Linked DNA regions of Macaca mulatta: region 2 is linked to region 1. Evidence: chromatin contacts called from public Hi-C data. All regions are on one chromosome and are shown on one strand. The core of a region is the stretch at or near the end of the contact, and the rest is flanking DNA. Distances in the headings are between cores, read along the strand shown.

What was found. A called contact is a pair of places that touch in the nucleus more often than the background predicts.
Region 2: a contact with region 1 is called in a Hi-C map of CD4 T cells, with 5 times the contacts expected there. The contact joins the promoter of DCAF1 here to the promoter of RBM15B in region 1. A contact is called at or near these places in 3 of 14 Hi-C or Micro-C datasets (CD4 T cells, fetal cortex germinal zone and liver).

Annotation. Positions count from the first base shown.
Region 1 is chr2:114,862,086-114,865,234 of T2T-MMU8v2.0, reverse strand. It overlaps RBM15B (RNA binding motif protein 15B), which reads right to left and starts at 1,565. Exons shown (of 1, transcript NM_001265669.1): 1 at 1-1,565. The coding sequence starts at 1,478.
Region 2 is chr2:114,968,812-114,971,960 of T2T-MMU8v2.0, reverse strand. DCAF1 (DDB1 and CUL4 associated factor 1) reads left to right here and starts at 1,631. Exons shown (of 27, transcript XR_013413983.1): 1 at 1,631-1,771.

The sequences.
Region 1 (3,149 bases), core at 316-2,815:
TCTGCTTTGGCAAAATCCACGCGGAGCCTGCGGTCTGGTCCACCCAAGGGAAAACCCCTCATTTTAGCACAGGCGGCCTGGGCTGCATCCAAGCTCTCGTACTGGATATAGGCAAAGCTATCTCCTTTGACGTGATCAATGGTCCGAATGCTCCCAAAGCGGTCAAACTCCCGGGCCAGAGCTGCCAGTGAGGTGTTAGGTCCCAGGCCACCCACCCAGAGACGAGTGGTGGGGTTGGCCTTGCCATAGCCTATCTTAATGGGGTTGCGACCAATCACTCGGCCCGACATGGCCACCTTAGCCCTATGGGCCATGTCCAGGTTCTGGAACTTGAGGAAGGCATAGGCACCACCTTGGCCACGGGCAGGTCTCTTGATGACCACCTCCTCGATGATGCCATATTTCTCGAAGGCCCGTCGCAGCTCCACCTCAGATACGCTGTGGTCCAGGTTCCCAATGAAGAGGTTGCGCGTGGCCCGCTGGTCGTCCTCGGGCATCAGGTCCTCCTCACACACAGTTGGGTAGCCATAGGGGCGCCCACGGTCGTCGTACAGCCCGTAGTAGTCCAGGGCCCGCTCTCGGGACAGTCCCACAGCGGCGGCAGCGGCGGCATCCAGGGCGAAGGCTGCGGCGGCGTGGCGGGCGCGGGGCTCCCGCAGGGGCGGGGCAGCGACGGGGGACAGCGAGCGCTGCTTGTACTGGTAGCCTCCGTGCAGCGGAAGGTAGCCGAGCGGGTCGGTGGGCGCGGGCGGCCCTGGGGGAGGCGTGGAAGCGGCGGCGCTGCTGCTGCTACTTCGCCGACTGCTCCCGCCGCCGCCGCGCAGGTACACGGGCTCTACCTTGAGCGGGCGGTCGTAGAGCAGCAGCTGGCGGGCCAGGGCGTGCTGGCGGGCCTCGCGCGCGTCTTGTGGGTGCCGGAAGTTCACGTAGGCCACACGGCCCAGCTCAGGCGTGTGCGACAGGCGGAGGCTGATCTCGCCGAAGCGCTTGAACTGGTGGAAGAGCCGGTCTTCGAGGTGCTCGGCAGGCAGCGCGGGGCTCAGGCTGCTGATGAGCAGCGTCTTGTACTCAGGCGCGGCTGCGGATGAGCCGGGACCCGCGGGCTCGGCCCCAGGCGGTGGCGGAGGCGGCGGCAGAGGAGACGCGCGGGGCGACAAGCCGGAGGCGCCCGGGTCCCCCGAGGCCTTGCCACCGCGTCCCCCGCCGCCAGCGCCGGAGCCCGAGGAGCGCCCGCTACTCGCGCGGTGATTCGCGTCCCCGGTGCCGCGGCCGTCGCGATGCCCGCCCCCGCCGCTTCCGCTGCCGCGGGGTTTGTCGCGGGCCCGCGCTGGAACCGGGTGCTTGGCGCCGCCAGAGGCCTTGTGCGCCGCCCGCCGCCCGCCCGCCTCCGCCTCCCGTTCGCGCTCCCGCGGACGCTTGGCCGACGATGACGAGCCGCGCCCGCTCGGGCTAGAGTCTCGCTCGCTCTGCCGCTTCATGGCGCTGGCGCGGCGGGCGGGCGGCCCGTAGGTTTCTCACAGCGGCGGCGGCGGCGGCGGCGGCCGAGGAGGCAGCGCCCCCGGCGCCGCCATCTTGGACAAAAGGACTCGGCGCGGCGGTGGCGGCGGGGCGGGGCGGGGCGGGAGCGGCGCCTAGGGGCCGGGCATTGCGTTATCAAGCTGCGCCGGCCGTGCCACGTGACCCTGCGGCGGGCGGGGCGAGATCCGCGCCGGGCCTGCCTCATCGCGCAGCGTCGCCCAGTGCCATGTGACCCTGTGAGTGCCGGGTGAGTGGGCCTGGGCCGCGCGCTCTGCCGCCACCGCGCGGCCCGTATGGCAGATGCTTGAGGCTACGCGGAGTGTAGGGAACCCTGAGAGGCCGGCGGGACGACCTAACGCTTTGTGCTCCCTGGCGTGCTTTGCCGCTTTGGGTCCAACTACCTCCTCCTGCAGGCGCTGGAGCCCGCGCTGATTGGAGCAAGAGTGACAGTTTCCATGGGCGTTGGGTCTGGGGCATTAACCCAGTCAGTGGTCTCTTTAGTATCCCCTCAGTCCCAGGACTAGGCTTGAGCAAACCCCGCATCACCCTCCTTGGCTTCTCCTGCCTGGGATCTGGGGTTGACAGCCCCAAGGACTAATGCATGCCCTTCCTTAGCCCCTGTCCAGGATCCAAGGCGCACATTCCGCGCATTCTCCACGTGTAGGTTCACCTGCAGGAGTCCCCGAAAATGCCATGAGGACAATTGTTGTCATTCAGGTAAGCGGAGACAAGCCTGCAGTTGCAGTTCAGTTGGAATAGACTCTAACACCACTCTTGGGTCCCACCCTCTTCTGTGGGCATCTGGGCAGACAGCAGGCTGGAAAGGTAGGGCCACAAGAGCTAAGGATGAAGAGGCCATATGCACAGATAGTGCCAGCCGTTATCAGTTTGCCACGCTGACCCTTCGTTGGCCAGTACCCTCCTGTTCATCACCTTCAGGAGAACCTCTTCTCCCCAGGTGAGGTGAGGGAAAGGGTGCCCAGGTGCTCAAGCCTATTGAGGAAGCTTTCATTCTCCAAGGACAGTTGCTGGAGCCATGGTAGAACCTGACCCAATTCCCGGCACAGAATCCTTGCGATGGGGAAGAGCACACCAAGTCATGGCATCTTCTCACAATGAGAAAGCAGCTCCTGGAGCAGCTCAGGCAGGTGCAGGGGGAAAGGTCTTGGAAGAAAGCAACGGGTTCCACAGCAGCCTGTAAGGCCTCCTACTGGCAAACTGAGCTTAGGAGACACAAGTGATCTGAGGCAAGAGCAATTCCTTGGAAAGCACTGGTTCTTAGTTCGTCCTTTCAGGTGGTTTCTACAGGTGTTTTCATTGAGCCACAGCTCACACTAACAACTGGGTTTCCTAAGCACCAATGCCACAGAGCGTGGCTTAAGAAGCAGACTCCAGAAAAACCCTGGACCTCAACTGTTTGACTAATGTAGGGTAAACAAAGGCAAAAGGCAGCTTCCCACTCCCTCCTTGTATAAGCTGACTCCTGCTAGTCTTGCAAAAACTGGAAAAGACATCAGAGGCTTGGAATGGACAAAAAAGCAAGTTGGTGGCCAGGCCAACAGCATTGAGATGTCAGTGCTGACATGCACTGTTATTGAAGGCATCCTTGCGGAAAACCACACTCCACACAC
Region 2 (3,149 bases), core at 382-2,881, 110 kb before region 1:
TAGAGTACACATTTAAGAGAAGGAGGATGGTCTCTTTTCTGGAAAGAGGGAAATGGGATCTAGTGGGGAGTGAAACCAAGGGAACCAGGATTCAGGTTCCTTACTAGCTGTGGAACACTGAGCATAGCGGCAGGCTTGCTGTGTCTTGTGTTCATGTGACAGTATTGTCCGTGAAGACTCATGGAAATGCACGGAGACTTGCTCAGCATTCCCAGAGAGATAATGAGCTGCGTAAGGCCTTGAAGGTTGGGTAGGATCTTGTCAGGTCAAGATTCTCCTCAAATGTGGAGTCATGTTTATCTTCTATGCCCCGCAAAAGGGACCGCTGGTCGGAGTAAGGAGTCTTCTGGTTCTGCTAATTGGTTGTGTGATGCTGGGCAAGTCACTCACTCCCTCTGGGCCTCATTTTTCCCAATAACATGAAGAAATTGAATTAAGTGACCTGTGAGGTCAGTCCTGCCTCAATCTATGAGCTTTTGATTTTTCACTTCTCTGCCTCACGTATAATACCTGGCAATAAGTATCTATTGATTCCTACAGGCTAGGTCTTGAACAAAAAGAGAGGCTGGGCGCAGTGGCTCATACCTGTAATCCCAACACTTTGAGGGACTGAGGCAGGAGAATCACTTGAGCCTAGAAATTCAAGACCAACCTGGACAACACAGTGGGACTCCGTCTCTACAAAAATTTTAAAAAATTAGCTGGGTGTGGTGGTGCACACCCGTAGTCCCAGCTACTTGGGAGACTGAAGTGGGAAGACAGCTCGAGCCCAGGAGGTTGAGGCTGTAGTGAGCTGTGATTGCGCCATTGCACCCCAGCGTGGGTGACAGAGCGAGGCTCTGTCTCAAAAAAAAAAGACGGAGAACAAAGAGGCTGGGAGGCCCCGGTGGGTGGACCGCTTCAGCCCAGGAGTTCGAGACCAGACTGGCCAATATGGTGAAACCATGTCTCTACCAAATACACACACACAAAACAAAAACAAAAATTAACTGGGTGTCGTGGCATGCACCTGTAGTCTCAGCTGGAGGCTGAGGTGGGAGGACTGTTTGAGCCCGGGAGGCGGAGGTCGCAGTGAGCTGAGATCGTCACTGCACTCCAGCCTGGGCAACAGAGCGAGGCTCTGTCTCAAAACAAACACATAAAAAACAACTAGTGCCTTCTGTTTTAATGAGTGCTGTGATTTCTGATATGTTTATGAGAAAATATTTTCTTAGATCACGGTATGTTCTAGGTAAGATGAGGCAAATAGCCGAATAAAACAGAGGCTCTTTGCGCACACAGGTCAGAACAAGACACTAAAGCATCAGGCGATTATAGTACTGTCTTGGAAGGATTGACTCCCTCACTTTTCACTTCCGCTTTCCGAAGCAGCCAATGAGTACTCAGCAGTTCGCATTTATCCAAAAAAACTACAAATCCAGAAGTCAATGCGCGGGGCGAAGAGCTCATGCGTCAATTGGGACTGGTGGGCCCGCCCCTAGACGCGGAACTTCATTTCCCAGGCGTCCCCGGGGCTCTTCGATTTTCCTCGGATCGTGCAGGCGTTCTCCTCCCGCCCCTTGCTCACTGTCCTCGCGCCAAGTAGGCGCGCGCGCCCGCGCGCGCGGTGCACGTAGCGCGCGAGTGACGCATAATATGTGGGCCGCTGTGGAGCCGTGGTCGCGCTGTGTGTGTATGTGAGTGAAGAGTGAGTGCGGGACCTGAGGCTGTGTGTGTGAACTGTGGCCACTGGCGGGGTCGCGGGGGGGCAGTGGCGGAGCCGCCTCGGACGGTGAGTGGGAAATGGAGGGAGGCGACTCTACGGGAGGGGCGCGAGGAGGCAGGGCGCGTGGCTGGCCGGGCGGCAGAGTGGGCGCCGGGCTGGGGGAGGGGCGGCACCTGCTTGGGCCGCCGGCGAGGAGGGGGCGGGCCGGTCAGCCGGGAGGCTGGGCCCGGGGCCTGACAGGACTTTTCCTCCTCCTGATTCTTGTCCCGGGGGCGGGGCCTCCACGTTCTTCCTCCACTCCCCACGAGAAGCTTCCCGAGAGTAACTCTTCCGCCCGGAGTGGGGGGGCGGGGTGTGTCAGCCCCTACCTGGAGGGAGGGGCGCATGTCATATCCCTTGTCATCTTTTCCCTTCCAATCTTTCTAGTCTCTGTTCCGTACGGGCTTGGGGGGGCTCCATCTTCCGTACTATACGGCGGGCCCCTTCACGGACTGTGTCTCCGCCTCCAGCTCCAGTCACCTGGGCGGGCTCTCCAGTCTCTCGGCCTCGTGCCACCTCTCCCTGCACCCGCCCGGCTCTTGGACCTTGCGACGGGGGCGGAGCTTTCTGGTCACTCCTCTCATCCCCATGAAGAAGGGAAGGGTTGGAAAGAGGTGTGCGGGTCCCGCAGCCTGGAGTCAAACCTCAGAGTGCCCGCCAAACTTCCCGGGAGTCTGTTTCCGGGGGTTATAGTAGTTTTCAACTGGGGTTTCAGAAGCGTTTGCTTCACAACTTCACTTCCTAGACGGTTTTCTGTCTGGCTTCCTCTTACTGCAGTGGCAGCGCTCTGGTTTTCCATTTGTTGAGGAAATAGTTTTGGAGTGTTTGTATTAGTTATTTTTGAGTCAGAAATGACTTGTCCTTGGCCACGTCATGTTGGTCTCAGTTTTTCCTTACCCTGTTTTTTCGATGAAGCCTTTTAATTAGTCTTTACACGTTTTAATTTTTTATGTTAGTAGCATCTTCCTGTTCAAAATGCATTGTTAATGTACAGAATGAGAGGTTAATTGGTAATATCCTTCATTTTCTTTTTCCAGCTTACTGGAGTTTACCTTTAATGTTTATGTGTGTAAATGTAGACTTTAGGAATCGATTTAGTATTTTTCTTAATGATGTGAACATTTGGGTTTTCTATATAGCAGTTATTCATTACCCATTTTTGAGTAGGTATATATTTTTGGATGTTGAGATAATAGAGAATTTGGGGAATGTAGGGAAATCATTTTTTGCTCAGTACCTCTTGGGTAGTTGCTGAGTACAGTGTTTTACTGTTCTGCCTATTATACAGTTTTTAAATTTTTTATTTTTATTCATTTATTTTTTGTAGAGACAGTAGTCTTACTGTGTTGCCCAGGCTGGTCTGGAACTCAAGTGATCCTCCCTTGTCAACCTCCCAAAGTGTTGG